2 separate regions of the Rattus norvegicus genome follow, and region 1 is linked to region 2. The links are chromatin contacts, called in public Hi-C maps. All regions are on one chromosome and are shown on one strand. Each heading gives the region's core, a stretch centred on a gene start, on an enhancer-like site or on the middle of the called end of the contact. The rest is flanking DNA. Distances are from core to core; before and after follow the strand shown. Region 1 holds the start of Tgfb3 (transforming growth factor, beta 3). Region 2 overlaps Ttll5 (tubulin tyrosine ligase like 5).

Evidence for each region. Hi-C and Micro-C count contacts between places; a contact is called where the count stands out from the background.
Region 1: a Hi-C map of the A7r5 cell line shows a contact between it and region 2, with 3 times the contacts expected there. The contact joins the promoter of Tgfb3 here to the enhancer-like site in region 2. A contact is called at or near these places in 10 of 12 Hi-C or Micro-C datasets (the A7r5 cell line, the Rat2 cell line, Schwann cells and 6 more) and 1 of 1 datasets of contacts at active chromatin or transcription factors (oligodendrocytes).

The regions. Positions count from the first base shown.
Region 1 is chr6:111,452,855-111,458,413 of GRCr8, forward strand. Tgfb3 (transforming growth factor, beta 3) reads right to left here and starts at 4,092. Exons shown (of 7, transcript NM_013174.2): 1 at 3,343-4,092. The coding sequence starts at 3,694.
Region 2 is chr6:111,339,852-111,345,840 of GRCr8, forward strand. The region is part of intron 29 of Ttll5 (tubulin tyrosine ligase like 5); the gene reads left to right. Among named protein-coding and RNA genes, the nearest start is that of Tgfb3, 110 kb to the right of the region's middle. Within about 2 kb of position 3,315, at least 17 of the 93 cell types and tissues checked have an H3K27ac peak or open chromatin away from gene starts, as enhancers often do. A contact at or near this core is called in the A7r5 cell line, where this site is marked.

The DNA of each region.
Region 1 (5,559 bases), core at 2,842-5,341, 110 kb after region 2:
CTCCCCCTGGGTAGCCAGAACCTACCTTCCTCTTGGTATAATGATGATAGCCATGGCATATGAATTCTGTCAACATGAAACATCTTTTTCTTAATGGTTATTTATTTTTTATTTTATGTGCATTGGTGTTTTGTTGGTGTATATGTCTGTGAGAGGGTGTTGGATCCAAGAGCTAGAACTCACAGATGGTTGTGAGCCACCATGTGGGTGCTGGGAATTGAACCCAGGTCCTTTGGAAGAGCAACCAGTGCTCTTAACGGATAAGCCATCTCTCCAGCCACCATGGCATTCTTCCTTCTGGGTCGTCCTGTACTTGCCTTGGCATTTCCCTGGATTGATAACACAAGAGTCCCACGACAAGACACAGATACTTCTAAGCCAGAAGATGAACATGGTGCTTATGCCAGTGTTTGTGGGGATGATAACAGAACCGAAGCAACTGTATCCTTCCCCAGTACATGAGTCAGAGACAGCACCTACTCGTTTCCCATGGCAACATCTTAGAGAACTACGAGATTACAGAGTCTTGCCTCTGTCTCCTAGCAGACACCCAGGCAAATCAGCCCCAGGCCTGACAAATCCATTCAAAGTGAAAGGGAGCTGAGAGATGACCTCACACAAGGAAATGGAGGCTCTGGGAAGAAACACCACATGGCTGGGCTTACTAATCCTGCTTGAGGCTGTGTAAGAGAGAAAGGAAGCCCGGTCCCGGAAGCTGGGTTCAGTGAGTATGTACGCCATTTAAATCCCCTGTCTCGCCTCCAACAGTGAAGCTGAAACAAACCCTGTTTATTCCCAAGCCGCTAGGTACCTGGGTTACAAAAGGACCTGCTGTCCTTTCCTGGTGAGGTTAACCTAGAGTTCATCTGTGTCACAGGCCAGGGTTCTACTAGAGCATGAAGATTAACAGTGGCCTTAAAATGCGTGTCGCACGCCTTTGATCCTAGCACTTAAGAGGCAGAGGCAGGCTGATCTCTGTGCATTCAAGCCCAGCCTGGTCTACAGAGTGAGTTCTACGACAGCCAGGGCTACACAGAGAAACTCTATCTCAGAAAAAAAAAAAAACAAAAAAAAAACAAAAAAACAAAACAAAAAAAAAACAAAACCAAACAAACAAACAAAACAAAACAAAAACCCAAACAAACAAAAGGAAGTTCAGGACGGGCTTCGTCCTCTGCTCAGCAGCTGCCATAGCCCTCTCTGTACTTAGCGTGCCTTGTGCAGCCAGGTCGAGCCACCACCTAACCAGCTGCAGGGTGGGCTCAGGTTGGTGTCTGTTCATCTCTCACATCACCTGTGCCAGCTGCAGAGTGCCTGGGCCTGCTTCCTGATGGTACTGTGAGCCTCCGTGGCATTGCCTCTGCCCCACTGAACCCTGACTCCTCCTTAGCATTGAGAAAATATTCTTGTTCACTGCGCCAAGTTGTCACAGGCTAGACCGCTACTCCATTGTCCCCATGACTTCCCTTGATGTTACAACCTGGGAACTGCACAACAACTGTGGTGGGCTGTCCTGGCTTTGTCTGAGGCTACATCTTTTGTAGCCTAGATTTCTGCACAAAATCCACATCCACACCTACCTGTGTAGCCGTGTGTTCACATGGATTGCTCATCATCATCTCAGGGCTCTAGACAGGGTGGGCCCTAGTGACTCAGAATCCCTTCTTCTCAGACTCTCTTCCTGACCCAGACTGTGAGGGTTCCAGGGCCACCCTCTTATCCTCTACTTCCCTCAGACTTGTGACCTTCTCTGATATCTGTGGCTACTATGACTCGCCTTGGTAGGTGACCAAGGAGTCAAGGGTTCATCCCATCTAATCCTGGATGACTCTATAAACTGTGGTCACCAGGCAGTCCCTGAACGGACACCAGTAAGCAGACCCTAGGCAGGGAGCTCCAGGTCTGTCTAGTTTCCAGCCTGGACTCTGCATGGGTAGCCAGATCCTAAGAAAAGGTGATACTCCAGCCAGTCACAGGAAACTGCCCCGAGAACACCTGTATCCCTGCCTCCAGAAACTACACTTTTCTTTCTGCCTGGTGTAGACCAGCTTCCTACTGGCCTTTTGCATCTTCCTTGAGAGCGGCTCCACCCATTGGCGCTCACTCCTGTTCCTTCCCTGCAGCCGGGTTTCTCTAGCCTCCTGCTGTTTGCCCCATGGCCACTCTGACTATGCCAGCCTCCTGGCTCCAGCCAACCCTTCCACCCCAACTTGGGCACTGCCCACCTGGGAGGTGGGCCTGGGCTGAAGTCACCGGGGCACGGAGGACACCTGCTGGCAGGAAAAGCAAACAGAGCAGCTCCCGGACTCAGGCCCAGAGCCGCTTACATTCCTCTTTCCTGGGCTGTCAGTTTCTCAACATCTGCCAAATTTCTCTCTCTTGTATTGAGCTTTTTTAAATCCCCATTCAGTAAACACACATGACTTCCACACGTGTACAAACACACACAGGCGTCTCACCCAGAAGCTTCACAGTTCCTCCGCAGACAGCAGCCTCCTGGGAAGAAACTTCCAGACACACATCCCCATCACCCCCGCAGCCATCCCTTGGGCAGATGCCTTGGGCTATCCAGAACCTCAATCCTGGCCTCCTGTGTCCATTAGCCTGGGAGGCCCTGCTTTATGCATATGAATCTGTCTACTGTGTAATGTAAGAGTCCATATTGCCCAAAAGTCCACGTATGTGGGAATATACATGTGTTACCCTCCCCCTCCCAGCTCACGTGGGTCACGTGTGTGTGTGTGTGTGTGTGTGTGTGTGTGTGTGTGTGTGTGTGTGTGTGTGTGTGTTAGACTGAAAAGCCTCGGTTGGGCTTCCAAAAGCAGCTTAACAAACTCAAATTTGAGGCAGGTACACTGTGTTTCCTGAAAGCCGGGAAGCTGACCCAGAGATGTGGTATAAGGAGCCAGGAAAAGCAGGGAGAATATGGAGATGTCCAGACTCAGATGACCAGGAGGATTTGGGGGCCAGCCAGCCCACCCCTCTACAGAACCCACGTGCTCACAGTGAACCTCTATGTGTTCTCACACACAGATATGTAAGAACATGTTTCCTTAGGTGGCACTATACAGTTCCCAGTTACTACCCACCAAGGGTGTCCTAGGAGTTCCGAACGCCACTTGGCTTCAGGGCTCCTGGCCTCTTGAAGCCCTTGGCTCTTACCAGAATGTCTCTGCGCCTTTCCCACCCACCTACCCAGCTGCAGCTGCAGGGCCTGACCTCTGTATTGAACCCCCGGGGGTGCGCTCTGCTGTATAAGGGCCACCAGGCCCCCCCTCTGTGGAACTCCCTTTTCCAGTTCATCCCCTCCAGAGCAGACACCCAGCAAGCATTGGGACTTACTGTGCTCCGCCAGCCCCTGGATCATGTCGAATTTATGGATCTCTTTGGCATAGTACTCTGACTCCGAGGTTTCCTGAGTGCAGCCTTCTTCCCTCTCCCCGTGCATCTCTTCCAGCAACTCCCGGGTGCTGTTGTAAAGTGCCAGGACCTGATAGGGGACGTGGGTCATCACCGACGGCTCAGGGGGGCTGGTGAGCCTGAGCTTGCTCAAGATCTGTCCCCTAATGGCTTCCACCCTCTTCTTCTTGATGTGGCCGAAGTCCAAGGTGGTGCAAGTGGACAGAGAGAGGCTGACTGTGGCCAAGTTCAGCAGGGCCAGGACCACCAGAGCCCTTTGTAAGTGCATCTTCATGTGTGAACCCAGGAACGAGGCCAGGGGACTGGGGAGGCCTGGCAAGGAGGAGACCCCAGTAGAAAGGGGGAGGAAAACCAGGCGTCCTCCCCAGATCCCAAAGACTGAGGCTTGGCAAGAGGGTGCATGAACTCACTGCGCTGTGTGAGCTTCAGGACTCCCAGGAAGCGCTGGCAACCCCGGGACGAAGTAGCGGACTGTGTGCTGTGTAGCGCTGGGATTCTTGTCCATATATCTAAACAGGTTCTGCCGGGCTCTGACTCCCAGCAGGCCAGGTGGAGGGCAAGCCGAGGGTTGGGAGGGGTGGCAAGGCAGCTGGGAGTGGGAAGAGAGCTGGAGTTTTTCCTTAGGTAAAAATAAATAGAGCGGATATCTGATATTGCCAAACGCCGCTTGGCGATGAGGAGAAAGTGAGTATTTTAAAGAAAGTGCAGAAGAGCCATGGCTGGGTCCCAAAAATCAAGCTCTTTGCCTTGCCCTGAAGGGAGAATTAGAAAAGCGAATGGAAAAGAGAAGGAAAAAAATGTTTAAAAAAAATCACCAGTGGGTATGTGGGGAGAGGCAGCGCTGGGCAACGGCAGGCCCAGCTAAAGGTGGGGGCAGTGCGGGACACACTTGTCTCGGGAGCACTCCATTCATGCTTTCCCTTTTGTTTACACTTCCTCGGGGGCTTTCTAAATGACTCTGTTCGCGCTGCCTCTCCTCTTCATTGGCTGGGATGAGGGATTATATACAACTGGCAAACTGGGAGGGCAGGCCTCTTGGAGACAGCTCCGATAATCCACTTGGACCCAGGGTCACCAGCATCTCAGCTTATCTTCTCTCTCGGCCATGGCTTCTGTCCCTTGCTTCTCTTTAGGAATTAAAAAAAAAATCAAAAGAAAAAGAAAATAGAAGCCGATTCACCGCAGCTGACTCCGGAAAGCGTTATTTCTTCCTCCGCAAGGCCCTTCCCGTGCGCGTCTCGCCTCTCTGTGGCTCAGCCCCCTACACTCGGCCCTCTTCTTCCCTCCCTTTCTCTCTCCCCTTCTCCCTCTCCTCCCTCTCCCTCTCTCTCTCTCACACACACACATGCACACACACTGCTTTCTCTATTTCTCTCTGCTGAAATTTTATACCTCCCTCCCATGACGTATCGGCCTGGGGTGGGGGAGGGAGGGAGGGACCAGCGCACACAGCCTCTCTCGCTGCACGGTTTTAATGTTTTAAACAGGCACAGGAAAAGCCGAGCCCATTTGAAAAATACTTTGTGAGTCCTCTGGTTCGACGTGGTAACTGAACTTTTTTTTCCCCTCCTCTTGGAGTCATTCCTGCTACACGTTGGCTGTTTTTCTGGAAAGTTACTCCCGAGCCCCCTCCCTCCTGCTACCCCGGCCCCTCTGCGCCGGGGCCAGCTGTCAGTCCACGCTCCCCGCCTCGCGCTCTCGCCTCCCCCGCGTCCCGGATCGCCCCCGGTCGGACAGGGGACACAGGCTAGGTTCGCTAGGGGAGAAGGGCCGGGCGGTCCGGCCACTCTCTCCAGGCCCCAGGGTGGAACCGGGCTCGGCCGCGATCCTGGCAGCGGTTCCTCACTGACCATCCCGAGCCCGGCAGCTGCTGCTGGGGTAAATGATGGCACTTTCCGGAAGGCCGAGGGTGCCCTCTGGCGAGGCAGGGCCGCCAGTGACAGAAGCTTGGAGGCAAGCAACACCAGATCCTGCGATCACGTCCCGACCCCACGCGCCAGCCGCTCCCCATCCAGTGCGGCTGAGCACTTGGCCCCAACCCGTTTCCCAGGAGGGTTTTTTAGGTCTTTTTCTCTCTTGAGCAGCATCAGTTAGGCCAGACCCAGGCCGGGCTGCCCACGTTCTTCCAAGTCTCCTGGA
Region 2 (5,989 bases), core at 2,065-4,564:
TGAGTGAAGGGCCCCGGGCTAGCATTTGGGGTACACAGGACTGACCTGCCTGCACTGTGTCCTGAGTGTGATGGTGCCACAGAGAGCTCTGAGTGGAATCTAGCAAACAGCTATCTTCTGCCTGCCTGTACACTTCCTCTAGCACTGAGCCCAAGGCCTAGTTGAATTTGTAAAGTTGTTTCATAAGGAGGAAATTCCTGATATTTAGGAGAGTCACTGTGGTAGATGTCTGAGTTTGAGCTTTGTGCTTGCCTCCGGTTCTGTTTTTAAACGAGTACTGCATTGTGCTTTGGGTACTTTGGACTCTGCTTTGGAAGGGCATTTGTTTCTTACATTTTCAAAACCAGTTTACATAATTAAGTGCCTACAGCTTCCTCTAATAGCATTGATTTGAGGAGTAGGAAGGTATTTCCTTTATGTACTTGAAAAAAATGGTAGAGGTTAAGATCCAAATGATTCTGTATATAAAGCAAGGTCTGAATTGAGAAAGAAAGCACTATGTTGAATAATGTTCTCTTTCTATATTTTTTAACAATCCCTGTGTGGGGGAAAATTTAAAAAACAACAACAAAATAAAGGACATGTTCTTTTTTTTCGTCTTCTGGAGGCAGTGCTTAGAGAGGCCTGAGAGTGATCGGTCCAGCGTCTGACCTAGGCTTTCCTACAGGACTGCCTCTAACAAATCTAGGCTGTCTCTCTCGAACCCCTGCCAACAGGACTGCTTACCTTTACCAAGAAGGAGGGGAAAGCACCTAAATCTGCATGTGGTGTGTCCAGGCAGACTGCGAGGGGTCCGTGCTGTGAGACCTGAAGTCCTTGTGAGATCGTCTAAGACAAGGAAGCTCATCAGCAGGGCCCATGGTGGCTCCATGTGCGCCCAGTGTGACCGTGACAGGATCAAGGGGGCTTTCCTTACGGAGGAGCAGAAAATCATTGTGAAAGTGTTGAAGGCACAAGCAGAGAGTCAGAAAGGGAAAGAAATGTGCAGCTTTTTTAAGAAATAAAAATCAAATCTTGGTCTATGAAAAAGAAAAGGAAGGAAGGAAGGGTGAAAGAACGAAACAAAGAAAGAGAAAAAATACAAAATAATTTCCCAAATATGAAATTCCTGGTTCTCAGTTTTCAAGTATGGCAGTATCCTCAAAGGCAGTAAAGGGATCTTGGTACTAAAGCCTCAGCCTGGCACAAAATGCTTGGGGACTGTGCTTACTTCGAAAGCCTAACCACCTAGCCTCAAGCCACAGGCCCACTGTGGGAGAGAAGCCATCCCTGAATGCTGTTCCCTGAGCTCAACATGGGTGCCATGGCACGTGCACACACTGACACACAGAATAATAATTGAAATGTTTTGTTACTTTGTTTTGTGTTTTTCCCCATTTTCATTGAATTTTTTCATATTCATCCCCAGCCCTCACCCACTATTCCTCTCCACCTCCCTACCCTACTTCAAGTTGTCTTGCTTTTGACTGGAACTCAGAGAGATCCACCTGCCTCTGCCTCCTGGGTGCTGGGATTGAAGGCATGTACCACCATACCTAGCTAAAAAAAATTTTTAAAGAACAATATTGGGACAATCACAAATTGTAAGAGAACGATACATTTCTTAGCACCGTGTCAAGTACTGTTGTCTGTATGAAATTTCCTGAACCAGTGTAGAGTCAGCAGCGGCGGTCCCTCAGTGGTGAGCAGTGGGAAGGTGTGATTCTTAGAGTGAAGCCTTTGACCACAGGGATCCTGTTCCCTTGAAATGAAGCTGTCCGGTGTCTCAGTGTGTCAGCCCCACTCCCTGCACCCCCACCCCCACCCTGTGCCAGTAATCCCAGCTGTTATCTCTTCTGTGCTACTTGCTGGAAGCTTGAGAAGGAAGATGAAAGACCTGGGGAGGGAGGAATTACCTAACTGTTGAAGTTGCTGTTTGTGTCAGAATTAGTATTTAAGGAGCTAATTTGGGAAACAGAAACCATGTCCCGGAAGTGACATAAGCACATTACATCATGCCCAGGAATGGTGTCTCTTATTCCCATGGTCATTGTGGTTGGGATCAGAAGAACCAACTCAAAAGAGTTGCAGACAAACAAGGCTGCAGCACTTTAAGGCTGGGCGCTCTCCACAAAGTCCTCCCCATAGGAAAAGTCTGTTGTCTGATCTACAATCTACAGAGTAACCACATTCCTGAAATAGAAGTCATAGAAAGGAAGCTGTTTATACGTAACAGCTTTGTTCACCTTGCAAGTGTTTGCAGTATTCTGTTTTCACACCAGGGCAGAGCCAGCAGTCCTGTGGAACACATTTGTGCTGCAGCCTCTGCTAGTCTATGTGAATGACAACAGGCACTCTCTTACTGTAAACAAATGTCGGAGTACACATTTGAGGGGGAGTTTGTAGCACTTCACATATTTGGTGGGGGTGGTTTTAATAAAAGTTCTGGATAGCTGAAGACATTTCTCTTGGTAGCACCTGTTGAAAATAAGAGGAAAAAAATGATAGGATATGTCAAAGTCCGAGCCGAGACCTAATTTCCTTTGACCTTCTCCCAGCCAGACTCAGGCCTGCAGTGACTTGGTGTATTGTGTTTGCCTCAGTGCCTCTGCAGCCAGAGTGCAGCCCTGTGTAGTTCCCTGTGCTTTCCATCTTGGTTTACTGGTCTACAGCTCTATCTGCTTCTATTTAAGCATAAAGCCTGCTGCCAGACTCCAGTGCAGTCTAAGGAGCCTCGGGAAGTCTTCCGTGGCTCCCAAGTAACCTCTGGTTGCTAGGACAGCTAGGGCCTCAACCTGAAGGTTCCAGTTCCTGTGGAGCCCTGGGAGCAGCCACCCAGGAGCAGTGCTGAGTGAATTCTGAGGTCTTAGTTTGGGCTGTGCTGTGGTCCCAGCCAGAGGCATTCTGCTCAGTCCTGAATCCTGATTTTCATTTTCACATGGTAAGTCCCTGTGAAGAGGGTATTTTTGGATATTGACTTAGTCTTTTGTTCCTCCTTTGTAGTGAGAAGGAACTAAGCTTAAGGAAGATGGGAGTCGTAGCTTAAAGATGTGAGTTTTATACTGCTTTTGACACCAAGAGACCCTTAGCTAGTTGCTTCGTCTTTTTATAGGGTAGCATGCTTGCATGTAAGCTGGTCTGTTTTGAGAGCTTTTGTGTTGCCTTTGATCTCCTTGGAAGTGGAGGCTAAGTAAATAGAAGGTACTCTCACTGGTTTCTGTGATGGCAACAACAGATTCCAGGCTGATAGTCTGCTAGTTCAGTGAGCTAGGCTGCCCAGCGAAGCTAAAATGTAGAGACAGACTCCCAGTGCTGGCTGTGCTTTTGTCAGCTTGTCGGAGAACTTGGAGACTTGGTAGCCACAGGAATGAATAACCAGTGACTCACGAGGACTCACAGATAGTGTTACTCCTCATTTCCCCGTTGCTATTGTTCTCCGTTTCATGGATCGCACAAGTTTTCACCAGACAACCTTATTCTTCCCTCGATGTTGGAAACGGCTCCAAGTGTAGCCTCAGGGCTGTCGTCTCCCATTGGGCCAGTGTGAGCTCAGTCCAGCGCCTCAAATCCCCTGGTTCCTTTGGTCTGTCTGGAGTCCCTGCTTAGGCTTTGTTGTGGGAGAGGAAGGCAAAGAGCCACAACTTGCCCAGACAGTCTGAGACCTGGCCATGCAGCTTGCAGTTCCCTAGACACTCTGGAGCTGGACTTGGCCCGCCACTCTTCTGTTGTTACTTTTCAGAGGTAATAAGTGAGATTAATTGCAGGCCATTCTCCAGAAGAGAGACTTGTTAGGGCCAAATGCAGTCACGTGTGTATAAGCCTGAGGCATGCCTCAAGCAAGGCCAGTGTGGGATTACCCAGCAGGACTCCAGGATGCAGGTACCACAAGTTTATGACCTTTTCCTCAGGCCTTATCTCTGCTCTCTAGATGTTAGTACCTGGCTGTTTTGGATTTTCTCCAGCTAGTGAGCTAGGTTGGGTTTCCCATCATCTGTTTTCTGGGCACAGAGGGAATCATTTGAGGCTGTGAGCAGGTGTGCTAGTCTCTTTCCTCTCTACTGCCAACCTTCCATGGCTGGACCACTTGTCATCAGGGAGACGTTCTAGGTGAGGAGCACTCGATGGGCTGAGGGTGCTTTTCTCGTTGAGTCCTTCCGCAAGACCTGAAAGGGTTACTATAAAGTCTTGGCTGCTACTTGGAGTGATTTGGGAAGGACGGGGCCTCAGACAGCTTGGCAGGAACCTGAGGTCCTGTTTTTTCCAGACCAGCCCTTCCTTGTGGGTCGAGCTGTCAGGGAATCCCACGAATGTCTGGCCTCTGCCCCTTTGTGTGTTTTTTCCAGTATTTGTCATTGAATTATTTTTATCCATCTCTGGCTTTTTCATACACACGCACACACGCACATATCCTGGGGATTTGTCTGTTCCTCGATGTTAAAGTTAGGAGAGTTGACAGAATACAAGCTGAGTTTATTCCTCCTTGTGATAGGACAAGCTATTGTGGGCATGGGGTGCCCTAGCTCCCGAGTAAGCGCTTTTATCTCCACACTTGGCTTTCTACCTGAGAATGGGGATCCTGGCAATAACAGTAACAGGCTTTGTTACTCCTCCCCTCTGTCCTCCTCTTCAGCAACCAGTCAAAGAGCCTGGTATCCTGCTGCATGTAACATTTAGAATAAGTTTTTCAAAGATTCTTATTCCAGCTTAGCTAACATTTTTCTCTGTTTGTTTAAATTACTTGTCCTAGGTAATGCTGGGGGTGTCAGGCCTCTGACTTAACATCTTTTTGTTCTCAGTCCCTGGACAGCAGCACTTGGTGTGTTCATCTCTTCATGGTATTTCCTGCCCATTTCCTATGTCAGGCATTGTGCTACATGCCGGGGTGGAGCATCCAGTAACACAGTAGCTGCTGATGTTCAGACTGTGTGGTCCATGTTCTCAGTAGAGGGTTTGCAGGTAGATAGGGAATAAAAGATATGCAATCCTTGGTGTTTGATCACCAAGAAGTTAACATCTGCTATGAGAAGGGGTTGTATACATGGGAAACAGTTAGAGAGCCATGACAGGCAGCACATAGCAGGTAACTGTGTTTCATGGCCCGGGCAATTGGAAAGAGAATGAAGGCTACAGTCCTCTCACACATTATTACTCCAGCATGTCAGAACCTTTAGCTAGTGTACTGAGATGAGCTCGTCACAAAGGGACAAACATATGCACTCTGTACACCATACAGGCCATAGAGATAGACTATAGGTGGTTGCCAAGGGCTGGGCAAGAGCAAAGGAAGTATCAGTCAGTGTTTGGTGGACACAGAGTTTCAGCCTTGCAAAATGAAACTATTCTAGGAACTGTTGTAGAGTAATGTGAATGTACTTAGCATGCCTGACAGAACACATAAGATGGGAAATACAAAACTGTATGCTTTTTAGAACACTTTATAAAACAACAACATGAGAAATCTGTGTAAAGATTCAGAAGAGAGGTCTATGTTCCGCAGAAACTGTTCAGTAACCAAAGCTGCCAGCTTTATAGGAAGTGGGTCCGAATCCCTGCCGGGAAGGAGTACGGCAGCAGAAAGGGAGAGAACCTAAGGGTATGACAAACCTTGGTTTTCTCAAGTGAGCCTGTAGCCTTGGACAAGTTACAGTTAGCCACGCCTTCTACTACCCCCCAACCTGTGTGTGTGTTCATTAACAGAGGTTAAGCCTACAGCCTTGTGCATTGCTAGGCAAGCACTCTCCACTGAGCTATATCCCCAACCCTTCCTATCTTTTTAAAATGTGCATAATAACACCTACCTCGTTAGTTGTTAAAGATTCAGTGGAGTTGTGTGTGGAAGTAGCCAGCATAGCAGAATGCCTGGTTTAGGTATAGGTTCTTGATAACTTGAGTTGGAGGGCTGGGTGGGGGATGATTTGGGCAGACTGACTCCAAGAGATTGACTTTAAATCAGATTGCCCAAGGTGAGACGCTACTGCAGCACTCTGCCCTGTGCTGTCTAGATAGCACA